Linked DNA regions of Pan troglodytes: region 1 is linked to region 2. Evidence: chromatin contacts called from public Hi-C data. All regions are on one chromosome and are shown on one strand. Each heading gives the region's core, a stretch centred on a gene start, on an enhancer-like site or on the middle of the called end of the contact. The rest is flanking DNA. Distances are from core to core; before and after follow the strand shown.

The links. A called contact is a pair of places that touch in the nucleus more often than the background predicts.
Region 1: a contact with region 2 is called in a Hi-C map of induced pluripotent stem cells, with 2.8 times the contacts expected there. The contact joins the enhancer-like site here to the promoter of NKAIN2 in region 2. A contact is called at or near these places in 2 of 7 Hi-C or Micro-C datasets (both in induced pluripotent stem cells) and 1 of 1 datasets of contacts at active chromatin or transcription factors (stem cell-derived excitatory neurons).

The regions. Positions count from the first base shown.
Region 1 is chr5:136,671,856-136,678,966 of NHGRI_mPanTro3-v2.0_pri, reverse strand. The region is part of intron 6 of NKAIN2 (sodium/potassium transporting ATPase interacting 2); the gene reads right to left. The region is part of intron 7 of LOC104006968 (a long non-coding RNA gene); the gene reads left to right. Among named protein-coding and RNA genes, the nearest start is that of RNF217, 160 kb to the left of the region's middle. Within about 2 kb of position 2,931, at least 2 of the 24 cell types and tissues checked have an H3K27ac peak or open chromatin away from gene starts, as enhancers often do. A contact at or near this core is called in induced pluripotent stem cells, where this site is marked.
Region 2 is chr5:135,678,457-135,685,611 of NHGRI_mPanTro3-v2.0_pri, reverse strand. It overlaps NKAIN2 (sodium/potassium transporting ATPase interacting 2), which reads right to left and starts at 3,144. Exons shown (of 8, transcript XM_063813414.1): 1 at 2,754-3,144.

The DNA of each region.
Region 1 (7,111 bases), core at 1,682-4,181, 990 kb before region 2:
TGAACATAGTGTGTGTGTGTGTGTGTGTGTGTGTGTATGTGTATGAGTGACAAGCAATATAGAATAATGGAGGCGATATTATGAGAAAAGAAAGAAAATAAGAAGTGAATGTTGAAGAATCAGACTCAGTTTTGACCTGAATATCCAAATTTAAAAATATAGCTTATGTGTTTTCTGTTAGATGATCACAAGAGGGAGCAATTTAATAGAAGGCTGAAAAACAAACCATTGCTCACCAATCTGGGGAGATTATGTGAAAATTATTACATGTATCACTGTTGGAGAATGCTGTTGTCACTAATAGGAACTTGAATTTGATTGACAGGAGGAAAATTTGCATGTAGCATCTGTCTCAGGTGTTGATCACTTAGTTTTATACATGGCAGCATGTCTTTCTTCCTCTTGTTTAGAAAATGACAGGTGCTTTATTCAAATTACTTATTCATTTACTCGGAATACATTGAATTCTGAGGAGATGTCATATTTCCTTGGCAGTTTCCATAAAGGTCAAGGAATGTTTGTGGAGATCCAATTGATTCATTCATTTATTTTGCAAATACTTCCTGAGTCCTCTTCTAGGTTGAGGATTTGGTAGATGCTAAGGATACAGCAGGGAACAAGACGGGGTGGATCTTGGTGGTGTCTCCTACTATTCTTCCATCCTGAGTGAATCAGTGTGTACTGTATTTGAATGTCGGAAGGTCATGAATGAGCTAGTGGCTTTGGGCAAGTCATTTAATCTTTCTGGGCCTATAAAATTAAAGTGCTGAAATAGAGCAGTAGGCAGGTTTCCATCATTTTTAACCCAGTACAACTCATAGTTCAAAACAAATCATAAGCAGAACAAATCGAAATTAAATTAAATAAATGCAGTAACTTCTGTGCTTTGGGCAGAGGGGGGAATGGGAAGGAAAGGTGAAAGATGACACCTTTTTCACCTTGGCCCCACTAGGATTCTGTAGGCATAGCGAGAGATTAGTGGCGTGCAAAGCCTGGGTCTTCAGGCTTTGTGATCCTGTTCAGAGATAACAAAATAAATACCAAGTTTTGGTTTAGTGGGAAACTGGCAGATATGGACAAAATTTTTTCAGTCAGTCACCATCAAATTCATAAGACAAATGTTATCAAGAGAAGATAAATTAGTAAGATACTAAGATTATGTTAAATTTTACTTGATTGCTTCAGTATGATGCCAGATAAGTAAAATAACATATTCTTCTCACAATTCTCCCTGTCAACCTGGCACCCAAGAACTTGGCACCTTTTCTGAACTTCTAATCGTCTCCTCTTAGGTTATGTTTGAAGAGTGATTTATAAATGTGAAAGAAAGCTCAGACTACCAAACAGAATGTATGATATGGCCCTAACAATCAGATGGGAGGAATGCAGTTAGATGATAGATAGATAGATAGATAGATAGATAATAGATAGATAAGAAGAAAGGAAGAAAAGAAGAGAGGATGAAAGGAAGGAAAAAGGGAAGGGAGGAAGGAAGGAAGGAAGGTAAGAAGGGAGGCAGGCAGGCAGGCACATAATATACCAAAATTTGAACTGAGTATCAGAACTCAGAATTATGGGGTTATTTTAATTTTCCTTTTTTTATTTATCTGTATTGTCTATGCTTTCTGCATTCCTTTATAGACAGGAAGAAACAAATATTTTTTTTCAAGGGGAAATAGTTTTCCCTGCTCCCATGTCTACCCTCCCCCATGGTTGAGAGTATGCGATTGTGCTCAAAGAACTGCATTCAAATCCAATGATCCTTACAAACTGGAGAAATGATAAAAACATACAGAATGGAATTCAATATACAGAAGTGTGGGCCAGCAGGCTTTAGAAGAAAAATCAAACAAAAATAACAGAAAATTATTAGCCCCAGAGAAGTGAATAATTTCCTGTGGTTTTCTTTTCAAATGAAAGATTCAATAAATTGATTGTGACTTTTATCCCAAGGCCAGTTGATTTTGAGGAATTCAGGACAGGTTTTGATGCATTTGTGCTTGGTTGGTGTAAATATGCATGTGTCTAACTCCAAGTTTAAGCATCTTGAATTCATTTTTCTGCATTGATTTCAAAATAAGTCCCTTAGGATATTATTTTTTAAATGATATTCCATGTCTCTCTCTAGATGATTTCATCATTAAACAACATTTGCAAATACATTGAATCTCTTTTAGCAAAGAAAATGACTACTTAGTAAAATGAACCCATTTGCTAGAGGACCAACATTTAGTTTTAGTTTAACTATTAAGCCAATGATTTACAAGAATACATAATAAAAATTGAGAAGTAATAAAAATTGAGAAGTCATATGATGATTTCTTTTTTTTTTTTTTTTTTTTTGCTAACATGGATTAGCAATATTTTCCGTGGCTGCATGGCTTCCTTTTAATTGCCACGTCGAACAGTGCTAATAAAGCACTGAGGACAATTCCTGCTTCTATCACTGTGAGTGGACATCCAACTGCAGTGGGGAATAAACCGAGGATGAAGTGAGACAGAAGAGCCACATTTATAATAAAAGGCACACCCGACCAGGAATCTCCAAACATTTTCTTTCTTTACAGAATAGTGTAAAAGAGAACAAGTAGAGGGGAATAGAAGACGGGAGGCCATAAGGAAAGCTCTGCATGGCTGGTGACAGATGAGACAGCAGAGAGCCCTGCCACAAAGACAGCACAGCGAGATGCCTGCTTTCCTGGAGAAAGCCTTTTCTCCCAAGATGTATCACTGCCTTTTCATGAACAAATATATGAAAGTATGTTGTTAAGGTGGCCCACTCAAATAGGGTTCTAAGGTCAAGCCACATCCTCTAGAGCAGGGACCTCAGCTTTTATCCTGGTGAGAAGCTACTCATCTAGAGGCAGATCACCCCACAGCAGGAGATCTTGAGCGGGAATTCCTGCCTGGTGGCAGTCAGTATGGAGCTGGCCTGGCAGCAATACAGCCCTGAAGCCTCTTACCCACAGGCATCTGATGGGCCAGTGAGCTGCATCTATCCTCAATCTGTGCCCCACAGATATTTTCAAGTGTCCAGGACACACGTGGAGTGTGTGTGCGTGTGTGTGTATTTGGATGTGGACTGAATTGTGATCCCCCTCAAATTCATATGTTGAAGGCCTAACTCCTAATATGCCTGACTATATTTGGAAATTGGCCCTTTGAAGAGGTAATGAAGGTTAAATGGGGTCATAAGGATAGGGCCCTAATCCAACAGAAAGTGCCGTCTACAAGGCAAAGACAGAGGCCTCAGGATAAACCAAACCTGAGGTTTCTAACACCTAGATTTTGGAGAGCAAATTTCTGTTGTTTAAGCCACTATGTCTGTGGTATGTTTTTATGGCATCCCTAGCTAACTAATTCATGGGGGAAGGAGTGTCACATCTAATTTGGGATCTCTGCTCTGAGGGTTGCTGTCATCTCCTGGTAGGTACAGCAGATGGCAGTGACACCCTGTGAGTCTGCACAACCAGCTGGCCTGCCAAACTGTGGCTCTGGCTTAGATAACTAAAGGGTCAGAGATGTAAACTTCAAGGTCCAGATTTTTTTCAATGGAAAAAAACAGAAACCCTTGCAATATAGTGTCTGCTATGATGTAAATGTTAGTGTCCCTCCCCAATTCATATTTTGAAACATAATCACCAATGTAATGGTGTTAGGAGGTAGGGCCTGTAGGAGGTGGTTATGTCATGACAGTGGAGCCCTCAGAAATGGGATTAGTGACCTTCTAAAAGAGGCCCCGGAGGGCTGCCTTGCCTCTTTTCCACATGTGAGGCTACAGCAAGAAGGTATCACCTATGAGCAAGGAAACCAGCCCTCACTAGAAGCCATATCTGCCGTTACCTTGATGGACTTTCCAGCCCCCAAAACTGTGAGAAATAAATTTCTGTCATTTATAAGCCACCTTACTTATAATATGTTGCTATAGTACCCCAAAGGAACTAAAACAGTATCTCTATAAATATCAATCAAACTGGGCCCTGGAAGAGTAATGAGATACTGCTTAAAAGGATACATAAGGGAAAAAAGTTCCCAGGCATTTGATGTTCATGAGCCTAACTCTCTGTTTCAATGATGATTTATTGGTATTTCATTGGGTCTAGGCTTGAGTCTTTGCTCATTGAGCTCAAACCCTCTCCATTGCTTCCTGGAGGTTTCTGCCTCTTTCCTCTGAAGTTTCCTGGATACACCTGTTGCTGTGAAGCTGAGGTATCAGAACTGAGCACATAACTGATCAGCTTCATGTTAACTTCAAGAACATTTTGTCCAATTGCCATCATTGGGCCCTTATCTCCACAGCCATTCTAAGCACAAGCTACAGAGCCAAAACTGTCCTCTGTTCCTTATAAGGCTCTTAGTAATGGAAACTTAACCAATTTGGCAAGCAGGTAGCTAGCACCTACTCCTGCCACTATGTTTCACTGCAAATAATGATGCATTATTGCAAATCCACACTGGGCAAAAATAGGCACATAGAGACCCTCTCAGTGTTAACATGTACATTAAATCCCTCCCATGTTTCAGGGTTTGCTTGAGAGTGGTTTTATTTTAACCTTTCACCCAACTTTTTAAGGATCAGGATAATTTTTTGTAATATAATTACCAAAATGATACAGAAATGTCAAACCTTTTTTACTCTATGGATCGGAAGTCATATGTCCAGGCATCGTCTGAGGATAAACATCAGGCAAGTGATTACATACAGAGAATATCAACCCAAAGCATTGTAACCAAAAGATACTCATAACTGTCTAGGTGTGAATGACTACAAGTAAATGAACCTAACTGAAAGTAACCAAAGACAACTGGACAGACAGCCAGCCCAAATGAACATCTCCTCCCACCTGTTTACTAGTCCCATGAACATCTGAGGCAAGCGTCAGTCTACTTGTATATAAAAATTTAGAAGAGTTCATATTTTGCGCACTGAGCAATAAGACTAACATGATAAAACGTGTCTTTGAGAAGTCTGCTTGTGTTTTGGATTAATAAAGGCAGATGTGGTGTGTGGTCAAGATACACATAAAAACATATATGTTATTTTTTGGAGTCTTTCAGGGGAAAAAGCCTTATTAGATGATTGAGAGATAACTTGATCTTTCAACAGATATTGGTGACTTTGAATCTCCTTGAATTTACATTGCTTTGGCCAAAACTTGATTTAGGGCAGAATTCCCTTAGAAGAATTCTCCAGAATATCAAGTGCTTTTTTCTGGAGGTGTCCAGGTTGGAGAGGGGCGGGGGTTGATGAAAAACAGGAGTCTTGTGTTCAAATATTTTGGGAGACTTGCATTAACCATACTTTTAATTTCTATAAATTGATGCTTTAACATCTACAAAATGACCACTAGCTTTTTCCAAGTAAGCCCTGGCTCATCCCCAAAAAACATGTGGAGACTTTAGATAGCTCTAAACCTATGCATTAATAGTCACAGTGAACATGAATTTCATGGGGCGCAACTTTGCAACATAGCTAACCTATCCTAATAAGCCTTCCTACCCTGCCTCATCCATTTCTTCTTGTAGGATTTGAACTAAAGGTTCTGCTCTCTCTCTGCCTCATGGCTGACCCCACTCCTTCCCCTGTGGGGCATGTGGTATTCTCCCCAGGGAACTGTGGATATAATCAAGCCTTAGAACTCTTTCTGGTTTTTCTCTTTGATCTGTATCTGGCCTCAAGGTAATGTGATTAAAACAAAACTGTGGGTTAGAAAACAAAAAAAAGGACATACTTTTTTCTGGCAGTACTCTCAGAAATGTTAATATATAAATGTGCATTCTAAATTTTCAGTGTCAAACTTACTTGGCTTTGGAATCTTTTTTTTTTTTTTTTTTTTTTTGAGCAGTATGTCTTGTGGAACTAGCATTTCTGAGATTTCCTTTGAGAGGTGCTATTCTGGTAAAATACTGATAATGCATGTAGGAGACATGGTATGTCAGTAAGTATTGTCTGAAGATAAAAACGCACTGGTATCATTGTGAAATGAAATCAAACAACATAGCCCAGAGAAAGCCCAACTTCCATATGAAAATCAACTGGGGACTTCCCCTTCATCAGGGATTTGGCACACAGACACTGAATGGTAATATCTCAATGAACTTACATAGTTTGTTTGGTCCACACATTTTAAAATCCGTATATATTTTGCCTTTCCTAATCTTTGAATAAATCTTTTCTGTATAAGACAAGTGCTTACTGGATGTCTTCTCTTGTATAGGCGCTAGGTACCTCAAACTCAACCTGTGCAAACTGAACTAGTGATCTTATTCCCATTTTTCTTCACAAGTGGCAATTCCATCTACCCATTCACTTGCATCAGATACCCAGTAATCTAACAGTCTCCTCTTTCTCCCTTATCACAGTACCCACCATTGCCCACTAATCATGTCATTTCGGCATGTCTCATGGCACATCTATCCTCTCTATCTCCAATACTGATCCTTGTCCAGATTCACATTATCTCATGTCTCACTTGCATGGTGTCTTAACTAGTTCTCTTTTCCCTAATCTTTCCCCCTCTTGAGTCTCTTCTTTATAATGATGCTAATGTATTTTTTCTAAAGTACATTTTTGATTATGTTAATCTCTTTTTATAAGCTACCTGCTCTTTCATCTGTGATTTTATTATATAAAGCCCAAACTCCTTAATCTTTCATACCCATTTTTCTACTATCTCACCCATACTTGTTTTTCCAATTTTCTCCAGCTGTCTACCTGTAGCACAGGAAACAAATTCAGTCACATTAATCTGGCCGTGATATGCTTTTTCACCTTTTGCCTGGGACCACCCCTCACTTCCATACCAGCTACACAATAAAGATCTATTCATCTTTCTAGATCAAGCTCAAAACTGTTCTCTATAAACCTTCTCCTGATCTCTTTCTTCTCTTTACCCACAGCGTGCACTACACAGTTTCATACTTATTTGCTCATATGTTTGTTTTACCCTACTAGTTGGCAAGTTCCTACAGGTAAAATATTATGTATGACTCATCCTAAAATCTCCAAAGGCTGACATAGCACTTGAAATACTGAGGAATATTTTACAAATGCTTATTTAGTGAAAGGACCATTATTTCCTTTTATATATGAAATAAATTATATACTGTA
Region 2 (7,155 bases), core at 1,895-4,394:
GTCTGGTCTGATAATAACTTAATAAATGAGATCACCATATCCACAATACCAAAAGCCACCTCATCCTCTCCTAAGATTAGCTGCAAATTGGTACAGATGTAAATATTCCCTTAAATTTATTTAAAATACAAATACTTTGCTCCGAGGACTGGAGATTAACGTTTCCAGAACCTTAATCAAGTCACGTAATAAAGCAACTGAATAAAGTTTCTAACTTAGAGTCTCTTTGGCCTTTTTTCCTGTACAGTTACCAAAAAAAAAGATGCCCAAATGTTACAAGAACACATACTAAACACTTGAGAAGTAAACAAAACTGGGTTAACTTTTATTTCAGTCAATGGTACATGAGTCATAACTTAGTCTAGAAACCTGGTTTATTTGTAAAACAATCTACTCATAATAGCGCAAAGACATAAAAAGTTTTTAAAAATCTATTGAGAGCAAAGGAAAACATACACACCCACCTATTTTTTAGTGCAGGGCTTTGCAACTATTAATTTGCAAAAGAATTATTTTATTTAAAATCAAATACTGTATTTCCAAAAAGCAACAATTACCAAGAATCTCTGAGGTCCTTTAAGGTGTGATCATTTCACCCTATCAAAACAATTGCATTTTCTTTGTCCTTTGTTTTTTGTTCTGCATCTGCATTAACATGGCTGCTAATTATATTAGCCTGGTGGCACATAAAGTCTGAATGGGAAAAATCACATGATTCTCATATAATATAAAAACTCCTTAGGATTCCAATATACACTTACTTAGATTGTGCTCTTCTGTATTACAGCTACATCTACTCTGTTAGAGAACTTAATTATAATTCAGAATTTCTGTTTCATAAGTGATGGTGCAACTCTCCAAGACACCATTGTATGTATGGATGCATGCATGTACTCAAGAGCATATGTACATACACACATATGTGAGCACATAAAAACACAAAGGAACCTTTAGCTTTATCATTCTACTTTGAATAGATAGCTTCCCTACTGGTATATTTATGTTTTTCTAAAATCAAGTTCTTGAGGAGTTTGTATTCATCACACAAAATGTCATATAGACCTAGTGCATACATTTGCCATAAGAAAGCCCTATTATATTACGTGATTAGAAGTTAAATCACATTTTTCAAATTTTAAATCGAAAAGAGCATAAGAATGATCTACACACCCACTCATTCTCACATTTTTATGCTTTCACACAGTGAATCAGCAAATGTATTCTTTTTCTGAATAATATATAAAAATAAGAATGTTTTGAAAACCTTTATACAGTTTGGCAGACTTAGCCTAATGGGTTGTTTAACAAAGTAAACTCCCTCATTGTTTTGGTTAGCTTTATTATTAAGAGTAAAAATCCTTCATTGCAAAACTTATATGAATCTGTGGTACAGAAAAATAAACTGGTTTACACATCATTGAGAAACTACCACATTCTGAAAATTACATTTATAGTTCCATCTTTGTCTTACAACCAAGTGCATAAGCGCATAAATCACAGATCAAAATAGACACCATCAGATAACTTTCATGGGAAAGAAAAACATCCTAAGACAACACACAACAAAAAGCACTGTTTCAGCTAATATTACACAAAGCAGCAATAACTAACACTCATGGGCTTCACGACAACTGATAAACAAGAACACTTAAGGAATTCCTCTGCCAGTTTCAATGGCAAATCCTTGCTCTTTTGAACACTTTACTGATTGGACACTTAAACATCTTCTGCCTTGTAGTCACTTTAACCTTTATGAAACAGTTGTTGAAAACGTACATGACTATTCCAGTTAATTTATACTTTCTAAGGAAATATATTTAATGACAAGTGTGAGCAAGTAGCTCCTACCTCAAATTAACCACTTAGAGTGGTATATTTTTCACCTCTCAACCCTCTACTCAGACCCTCCTTCCATTGCCCTTAGGGAATTGAAATTCAGAGACATGACGTTTTCCATTATTGGTTCCTTGCCTCTTTGCAACTGTACAACATTCCTCAAAAAGTACATACAATTCTCCATCCTATAGGATCAGACAACAGTATCTATTTCAGGAGCAATAATATGCATAATGTAAGACAGAATATTTTTTCTTGGAATTGTCTGTGTTAATTGTGATTTAAAGGTTACTGGTTCCGTCTATGACAATGGTGTTGCTGAGTTCACCTAAGTATTTTTGTTCAATCTGCATACTTTAAAAACTCAATGTGGCTAAAACTCAAACAGTCTAAATTAGACTGTTGTAAGGATACCATGTGCCCTAAACAGTGGTTTTTTTAGAGCATTATACTTAAAGACAACATTTTCCTTAAAAAAAGAAAAAAAACATGTCTATGAAGAAACAAAGATACTGCAAAATTAGTATAGAGAAGAAAAGTCCAAAATTCCGTATTTCTCTGTTTAACACCTGTACGGTAAATTGTAGGTGACAATCACGTTGTTACATGAATAGGAATGCAAAGCATAAAGAACAAGAGCTACATCTTGCTTTTCCTAAAGAAATTAAAGACAAGTTTAACCCGCACCTGCCAAACTGTCTTAAGAGGGACAGAAATAGGTGGGAACGGAAAGGCTCACCTCTCCTGTACCCCAGAGTGCGTCTCCCTGAAATCATCTTCAATATAGGCAATATTATCTGTCACCTTCTCTTTTATCTTTTTCGTCCATTCTAGTCAATGGCAGACCCTTTGCTGCACTCCCCTGCCCACTATCTCAAAGACACATTACAGAATAAGGGGACCCAAGTGTCACTTACCAGTTGCATGCCACAGATAAAGATAAGCGTGCACCTGCCACTGCAATAACCCATGGTTTCCGAGACCCCTGCCACAGCCAGACTGTCCCACGTCGGCCACCGTCGAGCCCCCACTTTATCCAATCAGATCGCGGGGAAGGACACGCAAACCTGCCGAGGGCTCGGGGGCTCCGGGCTGCTGCTGCTGCCAGCGTCCTGGGAAGTGACAGGCATTAGGACCTGCTGGCGCGGCGGCGGCGGCGGCGGCAGCTCCAGCCGCGCCCGCCACACATACCTTCACTCGCTCGGTGCACACGCCGCGCCGCGGGCAGTGCCGCCTGCGGAGACGCGCCCGGGGCCCGCAGGGGCAGCAGCGGCAGCCTGGCAGTGCCGCCGCGCCCTCGGGCATCTGGCCCGCGAAGTTTCGCCCCTGCCGCTCTCCGCGCCGCTCGCCTCACGCCCCCCAGCGCGGCCGCCGCCCGACGCGCGCTCGCCCTGCGCTCGCCGCGCGCCGGCTCCGGGGGCGGCAGAAGCGCGCGAGGGCCGCTGCCCGCCTCCCTGCGCAGCCCGCGGCTCCTAGGCACCCTGCGTTGCTGGGCCCGGCGGGCGGGGGTGGGGCGGGGAGCGGGGCGCGGGCCGAGCGGGGGCGTCCGGGCTCCGCGGTCCCCGGCGGCTGCTGCAGCGGCTGCTGCGCGCAATGATGCGGGTCCGCGCCGCGTCCCAGCAGCGGCGCTGCCCCTCCCTTCGCCCAGATGTGTGAATCCTCCTCCTACAACAAATCCTTCAACCTGCTCCCTGCCGCCCCCTCCCAGGGGGCCAACTTTGAGGACCGCAGGGGCTGCCGCCCAGGCGGCCGCAGGCGGCGGTGTCTAGGCGGAAAGGAGCGGCGCGAAAGCGGCGGCGGCGGGGACCGGGGCCTCGGGGCGAGGAGTCTGGGCGGCATGACCGCGGTTTGCTGAGCTGAAGTCGGTCGTGCTCCCAGAGCCACTCCGCGGGAGCGAACCGAGTGTGTGTGTGTGCGCGCGCGCTCGGGGGAGAAGGGACGAAGAGGAGGAGGATTAGGGAAGGAGGCTGGGGTCATGGAACAGGGGTGCAACCGAGGCATCCAGAGCGGCCGGAAAGCCCGAGTGGCGGAGAGGCCAGAGGTGGCGAGAAGGGGCGCGGCGGCACCGGACGCACCGCCCAGCACCTGGCTCCCCTGGGCTCCCGAGGATCTGAAGGGTCGGAGCGCGGAGAGCTACGGAGCCGACCCTGCTTGGGGAAGGGGACCGAGTTGCTGCTGGAGTTGGGAAAAATTAGCAACCGGAGGGAATAGGGATGCAATGAGTTGCTGTTGCTGCTTCAAACTGTTGTTTGTTTTCACTTAAAATATTAAAGAGTCGGAGACTAGTTTAATACTCAGTTACTTCAGCTTCACAGCAGTCCCAGCTGGGTGTGGATTCCTAGTGGAGATGCACCAGCCTCCGCTGAGCACCGGCCTGAAGCTGTGAAGCGGCTGCTACCTGCAGAGACAGGCTTCGGAGCCCGCTGCTGCCACCTGCGGGCGGAAAGCTGAAGGGCGCAACATGCTGGCCCAAGTGGCTGCCCCTGGGGCGTGGATATTTAGGACCAAGTTTCCTTTTCAGCCCTGGCAGCTAAGGAAAGCAACCCTAACTTTTCCAGGAAGTGAAGATTATTTGTTGAGATCCATTGAGGAACTGACTCATTGGGGTGAAGTGTCGCGATTGATAAGAGGATGGTTTAGGGAGCTAAATAGCAAACAGCTCCCTAGCACCCTTCTTAAGAGATTAAGATGACGAAGCCACATCAAGCAGAGAGCTCTCTGTAGCAACTGGAACTTGGCGCCTACTGAGAAAAATGGCATTTATACAGGATAAAGTTATGCTGGGAACCACAAATAAGGATCCCGAATGATTGCTTCCTTTGAATAAACATTATGACGTATCAGAATGACTAAATACAAATAAATTGAATAGAGCAGAGAGACTATTCTCCAGAGCCTGGCACTGAATTTTCAGAAACGATTCGTCAGTCCTAGGGAGCCAAAAAGGGATTAACTTTGTTAAATTTATGGAGCACAGATATTTTATTGCTATAATGAGAATGTCTGGTTTTAATCGCCCCATTTGTAAAGGGGCTTTTCTTCTGAAAAGTGTCTTTCAATGTTTAATAAAATTCCCAAGAGCCCAATATGTGCTCTTAGGCACTGCAAAGCCTGGAAGGTAATAGTTCCACAACCTTTGGTAAAACTGAAGCCAGAGTTATCTAGTGGAAAATGTTTCTCTTAGTTGCTCTTCTGTCTTTATACACATTAGCTGTCCTGTACCTGCTAGGGTTATGGGTATTTTGCATTGCCAAACAGAAAGCTGTAAGTTAATTGACTGTTGAAGAAGCTGCTGCCATACTGTCAAAAGCATTCTATTACCTCCTCAAATTTATCATAGGAACAACACATTTATATGGATCCCTCCATAATCCTGCAGACGTTTCCCTGCAACCAGCAATAGCCTGAGTAATCTTTAGGTTGTATAGGAAAGCAGAATGCTAGCTGTAGCTGACTCCAGCAGTGCCCCACCATAGTTCTTGGACTGTGCCCTTTCAGTCCATGCTTGCGTTTTTGTAATCACTTGGGACAGTCTGTTTTCTAGCCATTGGAGGTGCTTGACTGAACAATAAGGTTCCAGCCCTAAGAGCTACCTCACGCAATAATGGATGGGAATTGGAGGATAAATACCCCAGCTTCTTCAATCCTCATATGGGAAACCGTCAGACATGTTCTAGTCTACACCATTAAGGTCCCCACCGAGATTGAGCCGTAGGTGTCCACAGCAGTAACTGGCTCATTCATGCGCTCTGAATTGGCTTCCTTCCCTTCCATGCCTCATCTCCCTACTTTCATACCACTGCTTCCTGGGATCACCTCTGAAATAAACCACTCAAATCCTTGTGTCAGAGCCTGCCTCTTGAGAATCCCAACCTCAGGCAGTCTCCAGGGGCTTTTATACCTCATCTGACGTCATTGGCACAGTGTACTCAGAAGTGTGAACTACAAACAATGTTGAGACTTCACTATGTGCAACTACTGCCTTATGTACTAAACCTGCATCGTCTCATTCATTCCTCACAGGAAACACATGAGTTGATACAATGCACATTCTAAAGATATACAAACTCAGAGAGAAATCAAATATTTTTATCACGGATGCACATGTTCTTGGCGGCAGAATTAGAATTTGAAGGGCATGATTATAAGACACCAAAATTCGCTTTTCGAACTACTGTACCACACTCCTTTATTTCAATATACTTCCCTGTCATTCTTTTAGAATTCCATACGAAAGTGATGACAAAAATATTTAGAAGAATAATCACACATATTTTATCTCTAAATTGGCATCACATCCTTTACATACAGTATAGGCAATGCCTGACTTATGAAAGGGCACCCTAGTTATAGATGCAATTCTATAACTTAATGTGGCTATGCACTTCCTATTCTGTTTTCTATTATTCCTGGAACTGAGTGTCTTAGTAGAAGAGACTAAAAAGAGAATCCCAACAGTTCCACAGACGTGTGTGAAGGAGAGAGATGTCTCCAATTTGAATGTTGATTGCATTTTCACTTAGAAATAAGGTCATAAACTGTTTTGCTATATAAGGTGTTAGACCTTTTGTTGACTAATATGGTGACATAAGTATTGTGAATTGCCTTGTTTCTATGGGGAAAATGTGCTGCATATTCCACACCTCCATCTGCCTCACCTTCCCATACTGTTTTAAAGTACTTTTCAAGGTTGTTTCAGATCTATTATCTCATTTATCTCTCAGAACAACTCATGCAATGCAGTAGGCACACAGCCACTGAGTGAACCAGGTTACAGACTGCTAACACTCAATCACTTCAGCTACACCAAAAGCTCAACCTTGGCGTTGCAACTCTGCTAAACAATTTCACTGAGTTTTATTGCCTCCATTCATTAGTTTAAAAGCATGAAAGCAACAATTAGTTCTCTTGAAGATTTTTGTGGGTACATAGTAGATGTATATATTTATGGGGTACAGGAGACATTTCGATACAGGCATAGGATGCATAATAATCACATCTTTACAATCACAAAACCAACCTATTTGACTCATTGTATACATTATATATTTTATATTAACATGGATTTTTTTCTTGTTTGGATAATGATTAGGAAAATGATAGTATATTTTAAATATTAATGGCATGTAAGACGAAAATAGCCACCAATTCTTCCATCCAGAGATAATTGATGTCATTTTTATACAAACCATTTTCTAACAAAAATAGGGTGATATCATGCACAACATCATTTAACCTGCTTTTTTTCACTTGACAATAGACCAAAAACATGTATCCAGGTTATTAACTATTAAGTTCATGGACTCTGCAGCCAGACAT